4 separate regions of the Sus scrofa genome follow, and all the other regions are linked to region 4. A link is a contact called in public Hi-C data. All regions are on one chromosome and are shown on one strand. The core of a region is the stretch at or near the end of the contact, and the rest is flanking DNA. Distances in the headings are between cores, read along the strand shown.

Region 1 (2,700 bases), core at 109-2,608, 250 kb before region 4:
TTTTTTTTTTTTGGTCTTTTCTAGGGCCGTGCCTGCGGCATAGGGAGGTTCCCAGGCTAGGGCTCCAATCAGAGCTGTAGCCGCTGGCTTATACCACAGCTCACAGCAACACTGGATTCCTTAACCCACTGAGCAAGGCCAGGGATCGAACCTGCAACCTCATGGTTCCTAGTCGGATTCATTAGCCACTGAGCCATGACAGGAACTCCCCTCTTTCCTTTTAATAGCTGAGTAATATTCCATTGTGTATATGTACCACATCTTCTTGATCTGCTCCTCTGTTGATGGACATTTGGTTTGTTTCCATGTCTTGGCTATTGTGTATAGTGCTGCTGTGAACACTGAAGTACATGTGTCTTTTTGCGTCATGGTTTTCTCTGGATAGAGGCTCCAGAGCGGGATTGCTGGGGCTGCACTTTTAAATCGCATTTTCAGAGAAGGCCTGGGAAGTTGATGTGTGTGCAAGTACTTGAAGGGGGTGAGAGCTGAGTCACATGCTGGCATTGTGGGGCCAGGTTAGGATCTAGAAACAGCTGATGCAAAGACCCCAGGGGTGGGAGCAGGCCTGGCAGGAGAACCGAGAGGGCAGGGTGGCTGGAAGGTTGTGAGCAGGGGTGGGGGCGAGGGTGGTAGCCCAGGAGCTGCCATGGCCAGAGAGCCTGCTGGGTCGCAGAGGCCATGATAAGGACTTGGGCTTTGACCCTGAGGGTGTGAGGAGCCATGGCGGGGCGGGGGTGGGGGGAAGCAGAGAAGGTGCAAGTCCTGATTTTTTTTTGTTTTCTTTTTATGGCTGTACCTGCGGCTTGGAGATTCCCAGGCTAGGGGATAGAATCCGAGCTACACTGCTGGCCTATGCCACAGCCATGGCAACGTGGGATCCGAGCCTCATCTGTGACCCACACCACAGTTCACGGCCGCACCGGATCCCCAACCCACTGAGCGAGGCCAGGGATCGAACCTGGATCTTCATGGAGACTAGTTGGGTTCGTTACCACTAATGAACATGCCAGGAACTCCCTAATTTGGGTTTTAATGGGCTCCCAGTGGCTGCCTTGTTGAGACTAGACTGTAGCTTGAGGGCAGGGGAGGGACCTAGTTGGGAGGCCGATGTGAAAAATGAGGGTGGCCTGGACCCGGGGACGTGGTGGAGAAGCAGGAAGGGATCACGAGTGGATGGTGCATGAGGCTCTCAGAATAGACATCAAGTCACACAGCACCTGGGCCTCAGCTAATCCTCACACCCCACCTACCCCCAGGGGGCGAGGACTTCAACCATCGAGGGAGGCTGGTGGCTGTGGCCGGTTCTCCTGACAGTTCTGTTTCTCTTGGTGAGTTAACACCCTGGCCTTGTGGTTTCCCTCGCCAGCCTCCTGCCAGTTGGTTTTGCATGAGTCAGCATCCTAGAACTGACCCTAGCTCTGGGCTGCCAATGAGTCTGCCAGCCTGGCCGGATCAAGAGGTTAGCCTTGTGAGAATTGGGGGCATCCCTTCTGCCAGCCTCTGCACACCTCAGCCAGTCAGGCGCGGGTGTAGATGCCTGCCATCCTCGCTGTGTCCCGGCGGTGACCCAGGCTGGGAGTTGAGACTAACGGGGATAAACCCCCAGCAAATAATGTCCTTGGGCCTGACTCTGTCCTCGGAGCTCCTGTGATCTTCAGTCACACGGACCTCATCACGGCTCCACGAGGTAGGGTCTGTACTTGCCCCCTTTTCACAGGTGAGGAACCTGAGGCACAGGAAGTAAAGCAGCTTGCCCGGGTCCCCAGGGTAGTGAGGGGTGGAGCTGGAACTCGTTGAGTTCTCTCTCTGCAGGCAAAGCACCTGCTTTATTGCTGTTGAACTTGGCTCATGGGGGAACTTCTTTCCATGAAAACTGCAAATGTCAGTACCTCTGACCCATCAACTTCACCTCTGAGAATTCATCTCAGCAACCTGAGTGACCGTCCATAGGGGAGCAATGAAACAGATGACAGCATGTTGGAGAACTAGGAGGCCTCTGAGAAAGAGTGAGGATGGCCCGGGGTCCCATGCAGAAGGATCCCTGGGGTATGTCATCACGTGAAAAGCTCAAGGTGCAAGATCGCTGTAGAGGATGTCCTATTTTGTGTAAAAAAGGAGGCAAGAAATCATATACTCAGTTGTATTCACATGTATTTGCCTAAAGAAACATTGGAAAGATACGCAAGAAACTATCAAGAGTGGGACCCTCAGACAGTGGCTGGGGCTGTGATCTGGGTGGGACAGGCTGAGAGAGAAACATCATTCATTTCCTTCTGCAGCCGTGTAAAATTTTGAACAGTGGGCACACTCATAGCGCTCTTAGGGCTGCCCAGGTCTGGATCCGATGCAGGTAGCTCTTCCCAGGACTGCGAGGCAGCCTGTGTGCAGGTGCTCCAGGACACGTGGGGATGCTTTAGGGCTTGTGAGGAGTTTTCACCTTTTAAAAACAAAGTGGGAGTTCCTGTGGTGGCGCATCGGAAACGAATCTGACTAGGAACCTGAGGTTGCGGGTTTGATCCCTGGCCTCGCTCAGTGGGTTAAGGATCTGTCTTTGCCGTGAGCTGTGGTATAGGTTGCAGAAACCACTCAGATCTGGTGTTGCTGTGGCCATGGCCGTGGTCGTTGTGTAGACTGGCAGCTGCAGCTCCAATTGATCTGTAGCCTGGGAACCTTCATATGCTGTGGGTGCGGCCCTAAAAA
Region 2 (2,700 bases), core at 82-2,581, 240 kb before region 4:
AGCGGATGTGGCCCGAGGTGCCGGGTGTCCCGTGCTAGGAAGCGCGGGGCCCAGGGCAGGGAATCAGTGTCAGGGGAATCCAGACATGGCAGATGGGTCCACACGGTCACGGAGCGACCAGTCGCTGGAAAATAATTGGGAGACAAAAATTATTAAATTAGTAAAACTAATGTAACCTCAAGGAGGAAAAAAGTAGCGAGACCCCAGCACTGAGCACATGGTAAAGAGAAGAGAAACCATTCAAAGAATGAATTGTGTCCCGAGAGAAAGACTCTCATTACATAGCCTTCCAACACTCAAGCTTTGACCTTGATTTATTCCTGAAACTGTTTTTTTTTTTCCCCCTTCAGTGGAGGAAGTTGAGCTTCATTTTTATTTTATTTATTTATTCATTTTTTTGTTTGTGTATTTATTTATTTATTTATTTTTGCTTCTTTGGGCTGCATCCGTGGCATGTGGAGGTTCCCAGGCTTGGGGTCCAATTGGAGCTGCAGCCAACGGTCTGCACCACAGCCACAGCAACGTGGGATCCGAGCTGCGACCTACACCGCAGCTCACGGCAATGCCGGATTCCGGATTCTTAACCCACTGAGCGAGGTCAGGGATCAAACCCACATGCTCATGGATCCTAGTCGGGTTGGTTAAGAGCTGAGCCACGACGGGAACGCCCGTTCGTTTTTATTTTGAAGCTAAATGAGCGGAGTTCCAGCACGGAATGTGACGCTGTGCCGTCTTTTCGTCTCTAACAGGGGGATCTCAGAGTGTCTGCCGAGGCTGACCTGCATGATCCGGGGGATCGGGGACCCGCTGGTGTCGGTGTACGCCAGGGCCTACCTGTGCAGGGTAAGCACCATCCCCACTCTCCCGTGTGTGACCGTGTCCCCTCTCCTCGAATGGTGATGCTTCTGCCTCCCTGCTGCCTCACAAGTCACTGTAAGAACGACTTTATTAGCTGCTAATTTTAGGGCACAGCTTGTCCACAGAAATCCACTGAGCGGTAGGGTTCCTTTTAAAAATTAATTTCAAAGTAGACCCACTTAGCAGTCACTCTAATTAGGGGGCATTTAAGGTCACCTTCTTACCAATGAACTGGTTTTCAGAATTAATTGTTTCTCCCTTCTTGGCTGGGAGGGAGGCTCCCAAGGCCTTTCGGCTGATAGGTTGCTTTTCATTGACTTGAAACTTGCTCTCCCTTTGTCTTTGAATTCACTTGTCTCACTGGTTTCTTGGTCTCTATGTTAAAGAGTTGGCTCGGCGTGTGAGTTGGCACGGGCTGCCTGGCAGGGCGAGGCGCTCCTGGCGACAACGGCGGGCGGTGGGGGCTGTGTCGCCTGGCTTTGCAGGGCTGCTCCGATGGGTGAGGGTTGTAAATCACTCAGCCTTTCTCTCCTTTAAAGCCCTGTGAAGCTCCTACTTAAAACTAGTAAGACACGGAGGACAGACTTGTGTTTGCCAAGGGGGGAGGGAGAGGGAGTGGGATGGACTGGGAGTCTGGGGTTAGGAGATGCCAACTCTTGCATTTGGGGTGGATGGGCAGTGGGATCCTGCTGCATGGCCCAGGGAACTATGTATCTAATCACTTGTGATGTAGCACGATGGAGGATAATGTGAGAAAAAGAATGTGTATATATGTATGACTGGGTCAGTTTAGCATACACGAGAAATTGACAGACATTGTAAATCAATTATAATAAAAAAATTTAAATACTACTCTGCCATCAAAAAAATATATATATACACAAAAAAACTAGGAGTTCCTGTCGTGGCTCAGGAGAAATGAATCCATGAGGCTTTGGGTTTGATCCCTGGCCTCGCTCAGTGGGTTAAGGATCTGGTGTTGCCGTGAGCTGTGGTGTAGGTCACAGACTCAGCTTGGATCCCGTGTTGCTGTGGCTGTGGTATAGGTCAGTAGCTGTAGCTCTGATTCAATCCCTAGCCTGGGAACCTCCATATGCAGGTGTGGCCTTAAAGAGCAAAAAAAAAAAGCTAAGTAAGACTTTCAATTATGAAAAGTGCACCCCAGGGAGAATTTACAGGTCTTTTTTCTTTAAGTCATATGGGACCTTCGCCTCTCTCTGCTCTCAGCAGGAGTCCCTCTTGCTAGTTCCAGCAGTATCATTTAGAGAGGGGTTATTGTCCCCATTCTGGAGGGTTCTGATGAAACCCATTCTTCCTTGAGGACAACGCTACCATTGGAGACCACCCTCCACCCCTGGCTAGTGGTCCTTAATAAGTAATCCTGGGAAATTAGAAGACAGGGAGCATAACCTTCGATCTGCTTCTTTTACATGACATCCAGCCTGTGATAGAAGCCCTGTGGTCTCCAGCATCACAAAGAAATCAGTCATTGCCCTCAGCGTGAGTAGCTGGCAGAGAAAGAAAGAGAGAGACAGAGAGAGAGAGAGATGGAGAGAGGAAGAAAGAAAGAAAGAAGGGAAGGAGGAAGGAGAGAAAGAAAGCAAAGAACTTTTCCATTCTAAGGGCACCTGCTCCCTCATAGTAACAGAGGCCAAAGTGTTTATGCATCGCCATCTGTTTGAAACTTGGCGTGAAGTTTTCATGCAGGAATATCAGATATGTTTCCTAGAGCCTCAGCTTAGGAATATCTTGAAGCTTGAATGCTTCTTCCACGTCATTGTTTGCTGATGGCCTAATGTGTGCAAAACGCTGCTGGATCCTGCGGGGGAAGATGTAAGAATA
Region 3 (2,700 bases), core at 193-2,692, 150 kb before region 4:
TAGCTTAGGTTCACTCTTAACTGGCTCCAGGAGCACCCGGAGCAGCAGACTTACTGCTGTCTTAATTTCTGCTGTCTTCCCAGGACCTAGCTCTGTACCTGGCACAGAGAAAGGGCTCCATAAATACTGAATGAAGGAACAAATGCTAGAAACACAGAGATGAACAAGAAATGAACCTCCATCAAGAAGCAGGTAGATATGAATGGGAAGAAGTGTCTAACATCGACAGTACAGGTGATAAAAGCCCAGTGGTAAGGTCAGAGGAAGAGAGGTCATTTACTCTGGGAAACTTGCTGTAGAAGAAACGTTTCTGGCTTGGGCAAGTGCAAGACAGTGGTGCTAATCCCTTAGACAAAGAACCTGCAGGTGGGGGTGTTTGGGGGGGGGCTGGAGGAGAGAGGCTGGTTGGAACAGATGCCTTGGGATCTCCATGTGGAGATGTTCAGTGGGCAGGGGGATGTGCGGGTCTGAGGCTCAGAGGTGACTGGGCTGACAGGCGTGACATGCATTTAGGAACATATGGATGATATGTTGAATAGAACTAGCTGAGATTGAACCTTAGGAAACGCCAACATTTAAATGGGTGGGCAGAGGAAGAGGGACCTGCAGAAGAATGGGAGAAGGTGCAAAGCTGGAGTGGGTGGAGTCAAGAGTGCCTCAAACGGAGGAATGGTCAAGAGATCGGATTAGAACAAAGAAGCCAAGGGGAGGCCATCACCAACTTTACCCTCTCCTCACCCATCCCTGAACGGACACGGTAGCATCCTCCTCTTTAGTACTGAAATTCCTTCCCTTCGACCCTGCGATCCCAAATGTATCCACTCCTTCAAGGACAAGGGAAGAAGAAAGGAACCTTACAGTGTCTCCTGCGAACACAAATGCTTTCTCCAAAAGCGCTTTCAAATTCTCGCGGTAGCTTCGTGAGGATCCGTGTGAGTAACCCATCTCAGAGACAGAGACTTGGAGGCTTTCATTCACTCGCCCTGGGTCCCAAAGCCAGCAAGGAGCAAAATAGGGATTCGAACCCAGCCCACAGAACTTCAGAGCCTCTGCAGAGTCAAGAGCAGGAAGCAAGGGAGCCAGGAGGCGAGACTGCTCCCTCAAAGGCTCCCCCGCGCCCAAGCTTCTGCACAAACACAGAAGGAGGAATTAACGCTGGGACCCGAGCCCAGCTCCAAGGCGGGAGAACTTCCTGGGGGCGGCCTCAGGCCGGGGCAAGCGTACACCACAGACTGAGGGAACACGGATCTGGAAGTGCAGGTCGCTCCCGGGACCACCGGCTCGCCGCACGGGTTCTCAGGCTCGGTCTCCAGCCCCCGCGCCTCCCCGCCTTCCTCGCGCCCTCGGCACTCACCCGTGGGCCAAAATTCCCCGCCTCCACGTGAGAGCCCGCGCCGCCGTGACCCGGAAGTCAATCTCGACTCGCGGGGCCGGCCCCGCGAGATACGTCTCCTTCCGGGGCGCGGCCGTGCGTGGAGCGCGGTTGCCGTGGAAACCGCGGCCATGGCGGCGCCCGGGTTGGGAGGCCGCACCGCCCAGTGCTCAGAAGGAGTCGTCTCGGCGGAATCATCCGTCACCGCCAGAACGCCAGTGTCGGTCGTATCCCACGTGTCCCTCGAGCTGCCGGTCTCGCCGGGGCAGGTTGCAGAGCCGCCCAACAAGAACCTGTGGGAGCAGATCTGTGAGGGTAGGCAGCCTGGGCCGGCCGAGATGGGGGAACTCAGGCAGCCCCTTGGGGGCCGCGCGTCTTGGGAACCTTCTGTGCGCCAGGAGGCTGACCTTCCAGCAGCCTTGCAGGCAGCCTCGCCGCGCGCCCGCGGACAGGCTCCAAGAGGCTTGCCTGAGGTTACGCCTCGCAGCCTCCAGCATGGATCCATAGTCCGGTCGAAGGCAGGGGAATGCGGGATAAAGGGAACCAGGTGGTGTGGACCATTGGTGCCCCAGTCTCACTTAGTGAACAAGAAAGAATCGCAGGTGTTGATGAGGAGCTTGTTGAAAACATAGGTTCCCAGCCTGCTTTACATGTAGACAGTCTGGCCCACACGTTGAGCAAGCGTGGTCCAAGACAGACTTGGCTTTAACCCTCCTCTACTTCTCACCTCCCTTAAAATCCCCAAGCGCAGTTTAGCTCACCCTCTTTTATGGGGCCCTGCGTACCCTTGGTCCTGAGGCCCAAAGTACTCTTCACAGACATGGGACCAGTGAGGCATACCACCGGGATGTTGCAGGTTGGGTTCCAGACCACTGTCCGTGGTAAAGCCAGCACGGGAGTTTTTTGTTTTCCTACTGCATATGAAAGTTCAGTTTATATCTAAGTTCCCTTCCGGCGCAGCGGATTAAGGATCCGGCGTTGCCGCAGCTGTGGTCCAGGTGGCAACTGTGGTGTCGGTTCAGTCCCTGGCCTGGATGCTCCACATGCCTGGGTGCCAGCAAAAAAAAAAAATTGTGTTTACACAATACTGCAGTCTGTTAAGTGTATGGTATGATAGCATGTCTGAAAGAACACTGTACATCTCAGTTGGGAAATACTTTATTGCTTAAAAAAAAAAAGCGTCATCTTTTTTGCAGTAGTAACAACAAAGACCACAGTTCACCAAGACAAATATAATATTAATGAAAAAGTTTGAAATATTGTGGGGATTACCAAGTGTGACAGACACAAAGTGAGCAAATGCTGTTGAGAAAATGACACTAATGGTA
Region 4 (2,700 bases), core at 88-2,587:
TGGGGAAACTTCCGAATCAAGATTCCTCCGCTGAAGTTCCAAGGCTTTTGTGCCAGGTCCCTCCCCTACTTCTCTAGTCTTTGCAAGGATCCCCAGTTCCTCCAGGGCTCTCTTTGCTCAGGTGCCCCCCCCCAACCTGGTGCAGTTGAGCAGCCAATGTGGCGCGTGGCCCGGGGCCCCAGGCGGGGACGCCGCTGCCCGCCACGCTCCAGGGGCCTTTGTCCGCGCTCCAAGGAGCCGCCCCTTAGCGAACTGGGGACAAGTTGCGGAGTGGGGGGTGGGAGGTGGTATTGGCGAGGCCTGGGAGTGACAGAGCTAGGGAAAGAACCTTCCGGCTGTGCTAGAGTCCTCCTCCGGAGCAAGGTCGGCACCCCCCTCCCTGGCTAGTTAACCAGCTCCCTCCCACCCCACCCCCAGCCCGCCAAGGCGGGTGCAAGCAGTAAGGAACCTGGGATGCAGAGGACTGGAACCCCGTGTCCGCCAAGGGGTGGGGATGCAGCACTGGGCTGGCTCACCTCTAGCCAGGCTGGAACAGAAAAGCTAGCCGACCCCTCTCCCCCGCCATTGTATGCAGCTGCCCCTCAATTGTCCCCCGGTCCCAGGTCTCAGCTCTGCCTCTTTTGGCCTGCAGTGTCCCCCTCTTGGTCCCGTAGTGCGCAGCCACGGCCGGCTGGGAGCTTGGCCCCTAGCCCCTGCGGCAGGTGCGGCAGCTCAACCCCAAAGCTCGGCCCCTGTGCCCCCAGCTCCGTCTGCCCTGCGTGTGGTCAGGGCCCACCGGCTTGCCACGCAGCCCCCAAACCTGCCCGCGGCTGCCCTCACAAATCACCCGGGCACGGCTGGGCTCCTTTACATTCCCAGTTGACCTTTGCCTCTGGTGGCCCCAGGACCCTCCTCAGGGACTTGGATCTCCTCCCGGTCCGGGTACACCCCTCCCCCCGAAAGGTCCCAACCCCCCACCCCACCCTCTGCGGCTCCTCTCTCTCTTGGCACTGTAGTCCCCCCCTCCAATCCCCCATCTCACCCAGCAGATTAACCCCTTGGGGGGCCTTAGCACAGAAGCAGACCTCACCTCAACCCTCCCAAGTCCGGGCGGGAAAAGTTTCTGGGGTCCCCGCAGCGCCTCCACCCCACCCGCGCCGCTCGCACTCACCGACCCCCGCGGCCCCGAAGCGCCGACGCTCCCGCTGGCCCTCGGCTCTAGTCACATCTCTGCAGCGCCGCCGTGGCCCCAGCCCCGCGCGCGCCCGCCCGCCAGCCTGTCCGGCCTCACTGCATCGCACTCAGGAGCCGCTGCCGCGCGAGGCGCCCCCTGGCCCGGCCAGCGCAGCTGCAGCCGCCACGACCCCGCCCCTCCAGCCGGCCCGCCCCCTGGAGCTCCGCCCCCCGGAGCCTCCGAGCCCCGCCCCCGGCGGGGCCGCCGCAGGGCTGCTTGTTCCCAGTTGAATTCCGCTCAAGCTCCTCGCTCTTGGCCGGCGGCGCTGTGAGACGAGCCCCCTGCAGCGTCCCCGATTCGAGAATACTCCCTGCATATCCACAGTGCGCCCATAAGCAGTCTGGACATGCCGGACACATCCGCAGGTTGATGTACTTGCGGAAACACACACACGGAGCCCCCCAGCTCAGCACATTCTCCTACGTGGCTTCCTAAACAGAGACTTCCCCACTATATCCCAGCAAGAGCCGGGGCGCAGAGAGGATTCCGCCGCGCTCCTTCCAAAGTCACAAATGCCCCAGTATCCAACCAGGCAGCCCCTTCCCGCCTGGGCACACTCTAAATCCTCGCCCCTCCCAAAGGACTCTTGTCCCTTCACGTATCCTGAGCCCTACACCCGCGTCCTTGGCCGCCCCCAAACATACTCGAACGTCCACGGAGTACTCCTCACATGGGTCCATGCTCAGGATCCCACCACCGCCGCCACACACATCACACGCATTCGTCCACGATCTCCCTGCGCACACACCTGGCACTCCGCAGACGCTCAGGGCACAGGAGGGACGCGCGCCCATGGGGTAGCCACGGGACCTGCTCGAAGAAAGTGGTTCAGGGCGGCTGGGACCTCGACACAGAGTCTGGCTCCTGTCCGAGGTCAGCATGAGCCTACCCGGCCTGGGAGCTGCTCTCCAGCTTCAGACCAGCTTCCCCAGGTCTTCCTTCCAAAGTCCCCAGAACTTTGAGGACCCCTCTGTGCTGTGGATAAGACGCCCCCACCCCACCCCCCCATCTTGGCCCTACAAGACACAACAGGGGGAGGTACGCAGGAAGGTGGGTTGCCGAATAACACTCCCTTCTGGGGACAGCTGCAGACCCTGATCTTTGGGGAGCACTGACCTTTCAGATATTCGCATCCCTACCTTCGAGCCTGCGGCCAGGCCAAGGCGGTTTTCTATGGTCAGGCGACGTACCATTCGGACCTGCATCTTTCCAAACAACTCATCTTAAGTTTAAGGAAAAATGGAGAAGTACCACGAAACCAAAAAATTCCCGGTTTTATTGGCTGACGTATCCTCAGCGCCTGGAATAGGGTCTGGCACTCAGGAGACGATCTTTAGACATTTGCGAGACGACCCCTCCTCAGAGTCCGGGAACTGGAAAACTGGAACATGGATGGGTACCGCCCCCTTGTGGTGTCTAGTGGAACTGACGCCGAGATTCCTTTCTTTCCTTCTGTAATCCTGAGTAAATTCACTTTTCCAAGCCAT

What was found. Hi-C and Micro-C count contacts between places; a contact is called where the count stands out from the background.
Region 1: a contact with region 4 is called in a Hi-C map of alveolar macrophages, with 3 times the contacts expected there. The contact joins the enhancer-like site here to the promoter of GPRC5B in region 4. A contact is called at or near these places in 1 of 5 promoter capture datasets (liver), 22 of 47 Hi-C or Micro-C datasets (alveolar macrophages, blood, brain and 13 more) and 1 of 2 datasets of contacts at active chromatin or transcription factors (skeletal muscle).
Region 2: a contact with region 4 is called in a Hi-C map of brain, with 11 times the contacts expected there. The contact joins the enhancer-like site here to the promoter of GPRC5B in region 4. A contact is called at or near these places in 1 of 5 promoter capture datasets (liver), 15 of 47 Hi-C or Micro-C datasets (brain, embryonic fibroblasts, epiblast stem cells and 9 more) and 1 of 2 datasets of contacts at active chromatin or transcription factors (skeletal muscle).
Region 3: a Hi-C map of embryonic fibroblasts shows a contact between it and region 4, with 2.4 times the contacts expected there. The contact joins the promoter of IQCK here to the promoter of GPRC5B in region 4. A contact is called at or near these places in 11 of 47 Hi-C or Micro-C datasets (brain, embryonic fibroblasts, epiblast stem cells and 6 more) and 1 of 2 datasets of contacts at active chromatin or transcription factors (skeletal muscle).

The regions. Positions count from the first base shown.
Region 1 is chr3:26,121,884-26,124,583 of Sscrofa11.1, reverse strand. The region is part of intron 8 of C3H16orf62 (UPF0505 protein C16orf62 homolog); the gene reads left to right. Among named protein-coding and RNA genes, the nearest start is that of C3H16orf62, 34 kb to the left of the region's middle. Within about 2 kb of position 1,358, at least 2 of the 83 cell types and tissues checked have an H3K27ac peak or open chromatin away from gene starts, as enhancers often do. A contact at or near this core is called in alveolar macrophages, where this site is marked.
Region 2 is chr3:26,105,787-26,108,486 of Sscrofa11.1, reverse strand. It overlaps C3H16orf62 (UPF0505 protein C16orf62 homolog), which reads left to right. Exons shown (of 31, transcript XM_021086527.1): 12 at 750-843. Among named protein-coding and RNA genes, the nearest start is that of C3H16orf62, 50 kb to the left of the region's middle. Within about 2 kb of position 1,331, at least 14 of the 83 cell types and tissues checked have an H3K27ac peak or open chromatin away from gene starts, as enhancers often do. A contact at or near this core is called in brain and omental adipose tissue, where this site is marked.
Region 3 is chr3:26,020,865-26,023,564 of Sscrofa11.1, reverse strand. IQCK (IQ domain-containing protein K) reads left to right here and starts at 1,442. Exons shown (of 10, transcript XM_021086532.1): 1 at 1,442-1,687. The coding sequence starts at 1,504. It overlaps KNOP1 (lysine-rich nucleolar protein 1), which reads right to left and starts at 1,450. Exons shown (of 5, transcript XM_021086529.1): 1 at 1,355-1,450.
Region 4 is chr3:25,869,006-25,871,705 of Sscrofa11.1, reverse strand. GPRC5B (G-protein coupled receptor family C group 5 member B) reads right to left here and starts at 1,337. Exons shown (of 4, transcript XM_021086531.1): 1 at 1,151-1,337.